Linked DNA regions of Mus musculus: regions 1, 2 and 3 are each linked to region 4. A link is a contact called in public ChIA-PET and HiChIP or PLAC-seq data. All regions are on one chromosome and are shown on one strand. Each heading gives the region's core, a stretch centred on a gene start, on an enhancer-like site or on the middle of the called end of the contact. The rest is flanking DNA. Distances are from core to core; before and after follow the strand shown. Region 1 overlaps Rora (RAR-related orphan receptor alpha). Region 2 overlaps Rora (RAR-related orphan receptor alpha). Region 3 holds the start of Anxa2 (annexin A2). Region 4 overlaps Rora (RAR-related orphan receptor alpha).

The links. ChIA-PET counts read pairs in DNA pulled down with a chosen protein or histone mark. HiChIP or PLAC-seq counts read pairs in DNA pulled down with a chosen protein or histone mark.
Region 1: a BATF HiChIP or PLAC-seq map of CD8 T cells shows a contact between it and region 4, with 7 read pairs. The contact joins two enhancer-like sites. A contact is called at or near these places in 3 of 484 Hi-C or Micro-C datasets (CD8 T cells, Th1 cells and group 2 innate lymphoid cells), 2 of 115 datasets of contacts at active chromatin or transcription factors (CD8 T cells and fibro-adipogenic progenitors) and 1 of 9 other capture datasets (embryonic stem cells).
Region 2: an RNA polymerase II ChIA-PET map of effector CD8 T cells shows a contact between it and region 4, with 22 read pairs. The contact joins two enhancer-like sites. A contact is called at or near these places in 4 of 484 Hi-C or Micro-C datasets (CD4 T cells, CD8 T cells, Th1 cells and 1 more) and 3 of 115 datasets of contacts at active chromatin or transcription factors (CD8 T cells, effector CD8 T cells and thymic regulatory T cells).
Region 3: an RNA polymerase II ChIA-PET map of memory CD8 T cells shows a contact between it and region 4, with 28 read pairs. The contact joins the promoter of Anxa2 here to the enhancer-like site in region 4. A contact is called at or near these places in 1 of 39 promoter capture datasets (liver), 2 of 115 datasets of contacts at active chromatin or transcription factors (CD8 T cells and memory CD8 T cells) and 1 of 9 other capture datasets (liver).

Annotation. Positions count from the first base shown.
Region 1 is chr9:69,348,828-69,351,689 of GRCm38.p6, reverse strand. All of the region lies in intron 3 of Rora (RAR-related orphan receptor alpha), which reads right to left. Gm15511 (predicted gene 15511) reads left to right here. Exons shown (of 3, transcript NR_136934.1): 3 at 2,592-2,801. Among named protein-coding and RNA genes, the nearest start is that of Gm15511, 14 kb to the left of the region's middle. Within about 2 kb of position 1,544, at least 13 of the 459 cell types and tissues checked have an H3K27ac peak or open chromatin away from gene starts, as enhancers often do. A contact at or near this core is called in CD8 T cells, Th1 cells and group 2 innate lymphoid cells, where this site is marked.
Region 2 is chr9:69,313,104-69,315,949 of GRCm38.p6, reverse strand. All of the region lies in intron 2 of Rora (RAR-related orphan receptor alpha), which reads right to left. Among named protein-coding and RNA genes, the nearest start is that of Gm46153, 9.0 kb to the right of the region's middle. Within about 2 kb of position 1,344, at least 24 of the 459 cell types and tissues checked have an H3K27ac peak or open chromatin away from gene starts, as enhancers often do. A contact at or near this core is called in Th1 cells, effector CD8 T cells and thymic regulatory T cells, where this site is marked.
Region 3 is chr9:69,452,412-69,455,460 of GRCm38.p6, reverse strand. It overlaps Anxa2 (annexin A2), which reads right to left and starts at 1,778. Exons shown (of 13, transcript NM_007585.3): 1 at 1,722-1,778.
Region 4 is chr9:69,032,776-69,036,036 of GRCm38.p6, reverse strand. All of the region lies in intron 1 of Rora (RAR-related orphan receptor alpha), which reads right to left. Among named protein-coding and RNA genes, the nearest start is that of Gm31262, 210 kb to the right of the region's middle. Within about 2 kb of position 1,641, at least 55 of the 459 cell types and tissues checked have an H3K27ac peak or open chromatin away from gene starts, as enhancers often do. A contact at or near this core is called in CD8 T cells, Th1 cells, effector CD8 T cells and 3 more, where this site is marked.

The sequences.
Region 1 (2,862 bases), core at 295-2,794, 320 kb before region 4:
CTGGGGGAATGGATTGATACTCTACGTGATGAGGTCACTGCTCAACTTGACAAGTCCCAGGCAGAATTCTAACCCGGGTAGTCTGGGCAGACTCAGGGGCCATGTAGTGCACTGCCCCTGTCTAGATCTCCAAGGGTCATGCTGTCTGGCTTCTTTATGGTCAGGTCGATTTTTAGATATACCTACAACACAGCTAACTCAGAAAACGACTGTGGTGTTTGAATGAGAATGCTCCTCCCCAACGCCCCCCCCCCCCCCCCGGACTCAATTTGTTCAAATACTTAGTCCCCAGTTGGTGGACCTGTTTGGGAAGGATTAGGAGGTATGGTCTCGTTGGAGGACGTGTGTCACTGGAAGTGAGCTTTGAGGTTTCAACAGACTCCTTCCTGCCTTCTACCTCTTGCTTGCAGTTTGAGATGCGAGCTCTTAGCTTTCCTATTACCATGGGGTCACACACTCTAACCCTGTAAAACTGTAAACCCAATGACATGCTTTCATTTATAAGTTGTGTTTGTTGTGTTTGATCACAGCAATAGAAAGATAACTGATACAACAACCCAGACCATTTTCTATCCCCTTCTTACTACAGATCCATTTGATATACAATATGGCTTACCCTCCTATGTCTAATTATACTGCCAGGAAGAAAATGATTTATGATTTGTCATGGTGGGATCATTGGCACCTGGTTAGAATATGATAATTAACAATAGTGGCAGAACTCGTATACTTCACCATAACTAGGGGTAAAATAACTACAGTCAGACACTACAATATAGAACAGGTATTGTATCCCTTAAAACCAAACTCATAATACTGTACAATACTGAAAAACTCACACTCTAATGGTTTAGTGGCATTCGTTGTTGGAAGTCACATGAGCAGATGAGCAGAACCACCACCAACTGAACACCATTTCAACATGGAGGTGTTCCATGGACAGGATTTGAGGAGGGGAGGTGTCTAGATATATTGGGACTGTAGTTGCTGTTAGCCTTACTGTCTGTTATTTATTATCTCCAGGATAAATATTGGGCCTTGAAATGTATCCTGTGCGTGTGTAAATGCATTGGTACTCTGTCAATTCGGGACTCACTGAATAGCCTGTCATTAATGAGCCTAAGGCATAGCACACAAGTCACCCCCTCTCTATCCCTGATTTTCATTTTTCTAGATCATGCATTGTCAGGTCAATACACAGAACTCCAGTGGCACAGCTGACCGACTCAGAGTGACTGCTGGGCTTCTGGGGCAGGATACAAGGATGCAGGTGGCACAGACACCCAGGGGACGGGCCACACACAAAGGCCATGCATGCGGAGGACCACAACAGAGCAGACACTGTTGTAGGGATGAGAGAGGACCTGGTGCTCCCACCAACTTTGGGGACACCGAGGCTGACGTTGAGCCAGCTATCTTGGACAGGCCATGTGCATAGCTAGCTTAGTATTTCAACTTAGGACACTGGGTGTCTTCCTCTGTCACTCTTGATACCTGAGACAGAGATGGTCACTGAACTTGAAGTTCTCTGTTTCAGCTCTGCTGGCTGGCAGGTGAGCTCTGGGGATCTGTCTGGCTCTGCTTCTGCCAATCCTGGGGTTACAGTGCACACAAGCACACTCAGCTTTTTATTAATATTACTATTATTTTAACCATAGATGCTAGGTCCTCATACTTGCAGAGCTGGCAGTGTTATGCACCCAGCCTTCTCTCCAGCCCCAAGTATTTCACTTTTAAAATAATTTATTTCAGAGAGGTCAGATTAAGGAAGAAAGGGGTATAGATTTCTTCTTCTTCTTTTTTTTTAAATCCAGTACCATGAATGAGGTCTTAACCACAGAGATGAATAATTCAAAATTCCCCTCAAGTAACAAGTTCCCCACTTCTGAAAGGTGGGTGGCCTTTTTAAAAAGTACAAAAGGATCTGGTGATGTACAAAAGTCCCATGCTTTAGACCAGTGAGGTGGCTTAGTGGTATAGGGACTTGCCACCAAGACTGATGACCTGAGTTCCTAGGACCTACATAGTAGAAAGAGACAACTGACTCCTGCGAGTTGTCATCTGACCTCCATGTGCATGCCATGACTACTCCTCTTCCTGCTCCAAATAAATACGCACAATAATGTTTAAAAATCCATCTCCATTAACCTGCAGTCTAGATGATGCATTTACATATATGTAAATCAGCCAATGATAGGATTAGCAGTGAAAGGAAGAATTTTAAAAAAATTATGAGGCTAATCTCCCTCAAATATCTCAGCCATTATGTATGTGTGTCTGCAGGTGATTCTATCTTATGCAATACATTCTAGTTTTCACTAATGGAAAGCAAACCAAATTCACAGATTTCCCCCAACCCCCAATCTTAAAAAGCCTCAGGGCTAATCTGGGTTTAGCTATTACTGTCTTCTAGGCCTTTTGTATCAAATAGCAACTCTCCCACTCATTTTGGGCTATTTTAACCCTGTCTTAGGACTCTTCCCATACAAGCAGAAGAATTTAAAATTTAACCAATGGAAATTTGAATAACAGTTTGGGGGGCACGGTCTTGGATTGATTAAGATAAGCATCTCTATTTTCCATTCTCACAGTGAGCCTGTTCTGTATCCATGGCTCCAAGGCCACACCATACAAACGGTCACAACAGTGATAATGAAGATGCTATGTGGACTCAAGCGGCACTTTCCAGGATACTTTTAAGTGCCTCTGATTCTTGGAATATCCTAACAGGTGGGAAGGGCAGGTGTCACGGCTACCTTATGGATGAAGTGGAGGGATTAAAAGACTAAGATGTGGGCAGGTGACACCAGGAGTAAAGCCCAGTTCGTCCCATAACTTAACATCTGAATAGCAACAGAAACA
Region 2 (2,846 bases), core at 95-2,594, 280 kb before region 4:
ACGTTTTAACAGTACTGAGGATGGAACCAGGGCCCCACACATGCCAGGCCAGCTCTCTACAACAAAGCTACAGGCTCAGCCTAGTTTTATTTTGAGACAGGATCTTGTGAAGTGGCCCGGATTGGTCTTGAACTCTGAGTCCTCCTTTCTCTGTCTCCTGGGCATGATTAAAGACTTACCTCAACAGATCCAATTCAGACAAACATTTAAAAAGAGAACTTACTCTGGTAGAAAATGCTGATGTCACATGCAAAGGACCCATTATGAATGAAGCTGAGCCAAAGCCCATGTTCTGTGGGGATTTCTATCGCTTGGCATTGCTGGAATTTTATACCAGAGAATTCTTTGCTCTAAGGTTGTCTTGGGCCTTGTGGATGTGTAGCACTCTCCATGGCCTCTCCTTATTAGTTGCTGGGAGCTCTTTCCAGATGTGATAATCTAAAATGTTTCCATATGTGGACATTCTTGATCCCCCGAGAACTCCCTGCATGAGAGGATGGTTTCCTGGATAGTAAGCTCTGGGGAAGCGGGTAGGGACTGTTCCTCTGCTGGAAAATGGGTAGGATAGTACCCAAGGTTCCCACTGTCACTTTGGCCTCCTGTACTTTTCTGACTTGCCAGAGATTAGTGTTGGCCTTTATGATGGGAGGCAGAACAGCCATGTAGCCTCAGACAGTGATACCGAAAGAAGCCCCAAAGGCCTCTCTTACTTGAGAGTCTTCAGCTTGCTGACAGGAAGGTTGCTTTCTTTGCTTTCTACGGCTGATAGACTTGGGAGAAAGAAGACGAGTTATGCACATCTTCCCCAAGGACACCAACCCCTCACTCATCTCCCTAGTGTGGCGTGAGACTGCCTCTCAGAAAGGAAGTCCCTTATCTCTAGAATGTCCTGCATAGGAAGTCAGGACTTGCCACTAATTCTCAGGAGGCAGGAGACAGAACAGGCACAGAGCTGGGAATCTATCAGCTGGAGTTGTAGGGCATCCCCACAGTTCACTTATGCAGCCGGCAGGCACAGAGCCCACTCACCCATGAATTCCTTTCACTTTCCTGGTAATAGAAGTTGATCTTGAATCTAAGTATCGCTGTTATGCTATCAAACCCTTAGCATGGCTTCTTTGAGAGGCAAGGACAGGCAGCTGTTGAATGACAGAGATGAAGAGGGTAAAAGTTGGCTGTGGAGTTTTGATATATTTCATGTGGATTTCGTTTCCGATGCTTTTGCGTCAAACAAACAAAAAATTTCAAGACTCTGGCACTTCCTGGGTGTAAAATCAATAGTGGATGACATACTTTACAAGAGGCATTTTCTGTGGTTAGTGTCTTTTCACACCTTTCTTCTGGCACTTAGAATCTAATCATTTCTCTGCGGTAGGAGACATCAGCTATAGGAAACTGGTTGAACTCAACCAATCAATGCAAGTGACTTGCTCATCTTGCTCTCCTCCTCAGGAAAAAAAAAATAACAGAGGGCTGTTCATTTTAGGTTCAAGTCCTCTGACCCGATGCTTAGTTCATGCTCACTATGGCTAAGCTGAAGACAGCAGTGGTCGTGGTCCTTCTAATGACCGTGGGGTGGTAGTCTAGTGAAAAGAAGACACCAGCAAACAAACAGAACAATAGGTGTCCTCATTCACCAAGCCATGTAAGTAAATGAAACAGCAGTCATTTCCCCCAAACAGGGATCAGTTTACAGGAATAACAGCTCAAAGGGTGAGCTGGCTTGAACAGGGGGAAGATGAACAATATAGGGACGCGGGGATGGGGACAAGGAAGGTTTTGAGTAAGTTAAACCTCCTGACTGACAAAGAACCTACAGTTGCAGAGCCAGGCGGCTGAAGCATCCTTTTATTCAGAACTCAAAGGAAGCTATTCAAGCCCAATATGGTTTGATTTAGCAGATATTAACTGCAGCTAAAGACATGCAAATAGAATGCGTCAGTCAAGGGAGAGCGAGATAAACAGGAGAAACCTACACTGGCTAAGAAAGGAGAAGAGAACAGAGATTGACATTTAAAGAGCAGATGAAAAGGATATGACAACCCAGAGAAAGGGAAGATGTGTACCTGAGACACAGAAGGGAGGGGAAGAGACACGAAGGGGACAGACCCAGAGGTGTCCCCTCGCACCCCCTGGCCTCTTACAGAGGAGACAGTTGTTCCTGAGCTGCAGGTCACGCAAACACGACACAGGCATTTCTTAATAAATACTTGTTAGGTGGCTCAATGCACACACAAAATGACCTTCCATTCTAGATGTAACTTCAGATTTTATGCTGAACTGTATTAATTCGTTTTGGTCCTTTGGAGATGGTTAATACCACAAACAGCTTTAGTGATGAGTCTCCAACAGCTATTCTTTTAGAGGTCTCCGTGAACCTGACCCTATACCCCTGACATGGGCTGTCATCACGCAATCAATTAGAAGGTCATGGTACAGTAGTTGGGCCATTGCACTGAGAGTCAAGAGACCAAAGTTCCAAAATTGACTCTGCTGCTAAGTGGTGATGATGCTGAGCCAGCCACTTAACCTTTCTGAGCTCTTCTTTTCTCCCAAGTCACACAAGTGCTGTGGACTAGATAGTTGTCAGGACCCACTTATGAGACAGGAAGAATGCATATTACCATATTATTAGTCATTTTACCAGGTCTCTATTCTGCCCTGTATGGTCCAGTGTTGGACTACTGATATTTTTTTCTACTCACCCTTTCTTTATTTTGCCAGCTAGTGGCTCTGCCAACACTGCCTTACATGATCAGTTCTGGACATGTTTACCCATTGGTATTATCTGAAGGTGGTTATTTACTCTCCTTGGTTCTGATTGGGTGTTGGGGGACTAGGGGGAG
Region 3 (3,049 bases), core at 529-3,028, 420 kb before region 4:
AGGAAGTGGGTGGGACTGCAAGTCTCCAAAGCCAACCTAACAGGTCAAGGGACACAGGCTGCAAGACAGTGGGAGGAATGCAGGAAACAGAAACGGGAGAAGGGTTTCCAATTGATAGGATTTATGATTTGATCAAGACTATCTTTAGAACTAAGGGAGAAAAAAATTGAGCCCCACATCAGTGATTTATTCTTCCTACCCACAGATCACCCCTCACCCTCCCCAGTTTGCATTCTGCTCCCCTGCCTTTAGCCAGAACTCGGATACACTGCAAATTAATCTTTTTCTGGTGCTAGCTTGGGATTCCAAACACATTCTATAGCTTTGTTGGGGTTGGGCAGGGAAGTGGCTTCCCGAGTCCAAGTTGCAGACCCACCTAATTATACTCCTGAGTGTTTCAGGCTGAGGATCTTGAATTCCAAGAGTTTATGGTTGCTTTTAAGGGCTGGAGTTGAATATGGCATAATAGTTCACACATGAATAGCTTTTTCAAGTTCTGGGAATGAAGTTCAACCTACTACGGTACTCTACCAATTACCAATAAGCTTGATCGTGATCATAAGCTCATGGTTTTTTTCTTTTCTCTCTCTCTCTCTCTCTCTCTCTCTCTCTCTCTCTCTCTCTCTTTTTTTTTTTTTTTTTTTTTTTTTGGTAGTTGGGTTTTTCCCCCTACAGGAATCTCACTTACTATGTAGCTCAGGTCGGATTCAAAAGGGATCTTGCTGCTCCAGTCTTCTGAGTGTTGAGATTACGGCTCTGTCTCAAGTAACAGTTATTTTGTTGCCTTTGCTTTGCTTTTACATTTGCATGACACTGTTTCAGTACGCTTTATTTAGCTATTTTTGAATGAACTTGTTTTCGGAAACCTTCAATAACTCAGTGTGAGTGGCGCTATCAACAGCAGAGTTCGGAAACCACTTTCATAGATAAAGAAACTTCTCCAACCACAGCCCTCCGCGCCAGCTTTGGAACCTGAGGCCCAGGAACCACGCCCTTTTCTATAGACCCTATCAACTGATTCATGGTGGCATCAGCACAGTCAAGGCAACGTTCCCTACAACCACCCGGGGACACTTCCTTCTGCACACATTCTAAGCGAGCCACAAACTCCCCAGAAGAAATGAAGTCTGAGGTCGCTGACCTAGCAGACAATCTAGCGTTCATGACGAAGACTGAGTTGAGATTGTAAAGAAGGGCACCCAGTAGTCAAGACTTGAGGTTCTGGTGCCCCCTGGACCTCCCCCAGGTACCCTGCTCCGACTCCACAAAGGCACGTCCCTCAGTTGCAAGGAAATTCACCTGAAATTGCAGAAGTTACGGTCCAGAGTGAGAGAACGCAGTGCGGAAAGCGAAGTGGGACTTCTCACTGCTGGGCCGGAGGCTCCCCCAGCGGCCACACCCAGTCCCCCTCCTGACATCTAGCACGTCTGGAATGCCGCCCCCTCGGCTCCCCGCCCCACAAAGGGTCTCCCCGTTCCGAGGAAACCTCAAGGGGAAGCACGCCCCGACCCCTGCGCCCCGACCCCTCAGGAGAGTGGCATGCAAAGAGCACGGTCACTTGCGGGACACTTTGCAACTCTGTTGCAGGGCCTCGCAGATCACCGGGTGGAGTGGGTCCCTCTCCGTGCCTCCCGGGGTCCCCATCGCCGGAGCCTGCCCGCTCCCCGTTCAGCACCGCAACCCCGAGGCCATAGCGGGCGACCGGGCCGCGCCCCACTTACCTGGGCCGGGCACGTATCGCTGAGAGCCTCCCTTGAAGCGGAGCAGCCCGGCTGGGCTGGGTGGGGCTTTTATACCCGCCCCATCCTCCCAGCGCGAGGCCGCCCCACATCCCCTCCCTCCCCGGCCTGTTCCCACCCTGCTGGGTGACTCATCCAACTTGGAACGTAGCCCAAGCCCAGTCCTGCCCTACGTGACAGCTCCACCGCCTCCCCAGGCCCTACAAGTATCCACCCATTTCCCCCGCCCAAATCCCCTTACTCCTAGAGTACAGGGCCCTGCTCAGGCTGGCTCTGGGTTATTAAGATTTCAGCTGCTTGGCTTGCCCAACTCACTTCTTTTGCTTTTAAAAGGCTTCTAGGCAGCGAGGTAATGGAGGGTAGAATTGTTTCAAGGCGCATATATTTGGATTCCTCTGAACTGGGCCGTTGGCACCCAGCTCTCCATCACTGTCTGCAAACATATTAGCTTAACCTCTGGTCACCAGCTGGAGCAGTGTGAGGAGGGTGTTCGCTTGGCCCTGCTTTACACAGTCTACTCCGCCTTGTAAATCAAAGCGGAGAGGCCTCTAACCAGCTAGGGAGACTAAGAGGTAAGGCTAGAAGGTACCTCCTTCCCCCAGTACTCCAATACACCCCAGGTCCTACGGTCTTTTCCTAATTGTAGGTTATTGAAGGTTTTTCCCCCTTCTCATTCCTTGACAAACTGTTTCTCTGGGTCATATTGTTTCTTTTCTAGCTTGCTTTTCCAGGAAACAACGCAGTAGTGAACTGTGTTTGTGGGTGACTGTTCACACCGCATTAAACTTCAAGCTAGCAAGAGAGCTGGAAATACCTTAAACACTAGTTTTGGTTCTTTTGTTTTGTTTTGTTTTGTTTTGTTTTTGTTTTTCAAGGCAGGGTTTCTCTGTATAGATCTGGTTGTCTGGAGACTAGGCTCGTCTGGAATCAGAGATCTGCCTGCCTCTGCCTCCCCAGTGCTGGAATTAAAAGTGTACACCACCACCGCTGCCCAGTCACACTAGGTCTTTCAACTCCGTCCTTGCAGAGTCTACCTCTCTGCTTTCTCTAGGTTCTAACGATTCTCTTCCATCTAGTTGTGTGTGCTTGTGGTTCACTCGTATCACACGTGGTCACGTGTATCACACATGACCTGCAAGGCGCTGTCAGCCTCTAGGATGCTGTCCCTTCAGAGCACCCACCTTGGCCCAGCTTGTTATTTGAGACAAGGTATCTCTTTGGCCTGGAGCTCACAAATTAGGCAAGATTGGTTGGCCAAAAAGCCTTCTACCTGAACTTGGAACAGAACTCAGGTTCTTAAGCTACAAGAT
Region 4 (3,261 bases), core at 392-2,891:
TATGTGAGGAAATGAGAGGATAGAAAGACTTATGTCCCCATGGATGAGATGACTGGTTGGTCAGGACCGTAGTCCTATGTCTCCAAGCAGAGAATTATTTTCCCTTCACAACCTTGCAGCTTCAGCCATTCCCACCCATGTTCTACCACAGATGTCCTTGTCAAGAGTCTGTGAGTCTCTCAAGGGATTTGAGAGGGGCCCTGTCACCCTGTCCACGTGTGTATTTTTGTTTTGTTTTGCTTTTTCCCCAGCGGGTAGAGGTCAAGGATACATTTATGATTAACACCGTGGGGTGGAGAATTCGCAGGTTTGAATGCTGCGTGAAGGGAAAGACATGTCAGAACCATGGAACAGTGGCCAGGCTGAACAAAGTTCCCCCAAATCTCCTTCGGATGTTCTGGAGTTTCTGATGAACTCACAAATTAAGCTTTGGATTAATTTTTAAAGCACACACCTCAGGAAAATACACAAATTTCCATGCCAGAGGAGCCAGTGAGCTTTGTGCAGCCTGCTGCTGGGCCTGCTGCTCTATTTGGGACATACAAACAAGCCAAATAGTTCCGCCTTCATATGCTTCTTTTCTTCTGGCCTTTTCTGGGAACATTTTCTCTATTTTTGAAGTGGTGAGCTTGTTCTTGACTTTGAAGATGGGCTTGATATGCCTCTTGCTCCTCACAGGGTCTCTTCTGGTCCTAGTCTGTCTTCCCACAGATCCTGGTATCTCCTTGGCCCTTCCTGAATTAGATTCTAGATATTTGTCATCTCTCCTCCCTCCCTTCCCACCTTTCTTTCCCACTCCTCCCAGTGTGTGTGTGTGTGTGTGTGTGTGTGTGTGTGTGTGTGTGTGTGTGTGTTACTATATTGAGAGTCTCCTAAGGATATTTGCTCTGTTGTATTCACCTTTGCACTCTGAGTGGTCAGTTCCCAGAATAGAGAGAGAACAAAGGAATTACCACGTTCGAAACTTAGAAAAACTATATCTAATTCAGGCAAATTTCAAGAGAAAAAGTCAGGTAAACCTGACTTTCTAAGCACAGCTGGAGAGGCCCCCAATTGACCAGTTCCCATTATACATTAATGACTAAAGCACCCACCGGTGAGCAGCTGCTTTGAGTAAGCCCCCCACACAGGCCCAGTGCCCACATTTGCATGGGCATGCACACACAAAAGCTAGAAGGAGCTTGGAGTGTCATGCAGAGGTGCAACCCATAAGATAAGATCATCGTGCTGCACAAAGAAGTGAACCACGTGACGATGTGGGTAACCCCAGGCACAGATGACACCCTCAGCAAGGCCCCACTCAAATCTAACCACATCATCTCTTCATGAAGCAAACATGAAAAAAAGCACCACTCCAACAATTACCAAAAGGGTGGTTTCATGCTTACCAGCCTCGATGGTATCAACACTCCTAACTCCAGGGCTACACTTGGGGAAATAGTTCTCTGAGATAAGGAGATGAACTATCTGCTCAAGAGAATGTGCAGGAAGTGAAGGGAGCCAGGCAACACGTAACGAAACAGTTTGTGGCCGATGAGCCATCTAAATAAAAGTGTCCCCAGGCAGCTTCAGTTGTGTAAGCAGAGGAAACCAAGACACCCTATCTCTGAGTGAGCACACTGTGGGTGCCAGCGTGCGTGTGTATCCACGGAGCATCTTGGCTAAAGTGAAAGTCACAGCTCCTCTAGCTGTGGCTGACACCTGCATAGAGTAGAAAAGTTGCAAAGGTGAGGTGACTTCCCATGCAGCAGCTTTGAAGACCCTTACTGGGTGGCTCTGTCTGCTGTGTGAAGCCATTGGCTGAATGGCCATCGCGATGCCATCCCGAGAGAAGGGACAGTGATGGCTCAGTGCAGTCTGGAAAGAGAGGCTGCACTTAGCTTCCTAGTACCTTGACATAGTTGGGTGATGAGCTCTGAGCCACTGACGATGGCATTTTGCTTTCAGAAGCTTTGCTCATGTTTCTTCCGTGTTTTCGGCAGTGTGGCGACTCTCATCCTTTCTACCCCTTTTTACTCCAGCAACCTTTTCTGCTTAAGCAGGTTTGGGAGCGTCTATCATCATTGTTTTTATACTTCTTTATGAAGTGTGTCTCGGTGTGACTGTGTGCATGTGAAGCTTGTACACTCTGACTTGTAGGAGTCTCTGGTTCTTTCCTTCCACCCCATGGGTCCCATGGGACCACACAAAGTCATCTGGTTTGGTAGTAGGTGACTTTACCCACCAACCTACCTTGCCATTCCCCCCCTCAAGCTATCTTTATATGAGTCTTCAAGGCCCTGGAGTGCTACAATATGAAAGCCAGGATGGGCCTTAGTGGCATAGAGCCCAAACTACACTGGTGCAAAGACGTGCTTTAATTCTCTGCTCTGGAATTAGTCAATGCTCTTTGACTTTAGTTAAGTCCCTTAACCTAAGTTTCAGGCCATCTGCATTAAGTTTGCTGTAGACATAGGAGTTCCCTCATGTGAAGTCCTTAGCACGCGAGCCATACAGACCTCACTATATGGAGCTATTGTGATGAACAATGGATCAAAGAGAATCCTGAGGTCCAGAGAGTGTAAGTATTTCATCCTAAGCAAAGGAGTCTTGAGTGGTCAGTAGCTATCAAATCTAGTAGATAATGTCTGAATCAGAGATGAAAGTACTCATTACTGGTTTAATTCATGGTAGAACTAAAGTCCATTCAGTTTTGGGACAGAGCTTGGCACACTATATTACAATGATATTAGTAACTGCACACGTGTGCGCGCGTGCACACACACACACACACACACACACACACACACACACACACACAAGGTCTATTCAACTGAAAAGTGGAATCTGGCACTTTCTAGGTCTCCTAAAAAGAGTATAGCACCAAAGACTGGAGATTTCTGTTTAATCTGCTATTTCCCAGCTGCCATATCACCATGCCTCTACTATTCTAGAAAACTCACCCAGGAAGGTCTCAGCCTGACATGTTCCCTGAGGGATACATTCCTTTTTTACAATGCAGATAAAGACTGTTCCAGAATCCTGGGAAGTTAATTAGAGTCACTGGTAATTTGAGTGACTGCAAAGCCCCAAGGCATTCACAGAATGTTCCTCTGTCCCTATATTCTAGAGCTTCACACTGGTGAGTGTGTGTGTGTGTGTGTGTGTGTGTGTGTGTGTGTGTGTGTGTGTGAGAGAGAGAGAGAGAGAGAGAGAGAGAGAGAGAGAGAGAGAGAGAGAGAGACACTGGGGGGGTATCTGCTCATTTCCATTTTCCCCAAC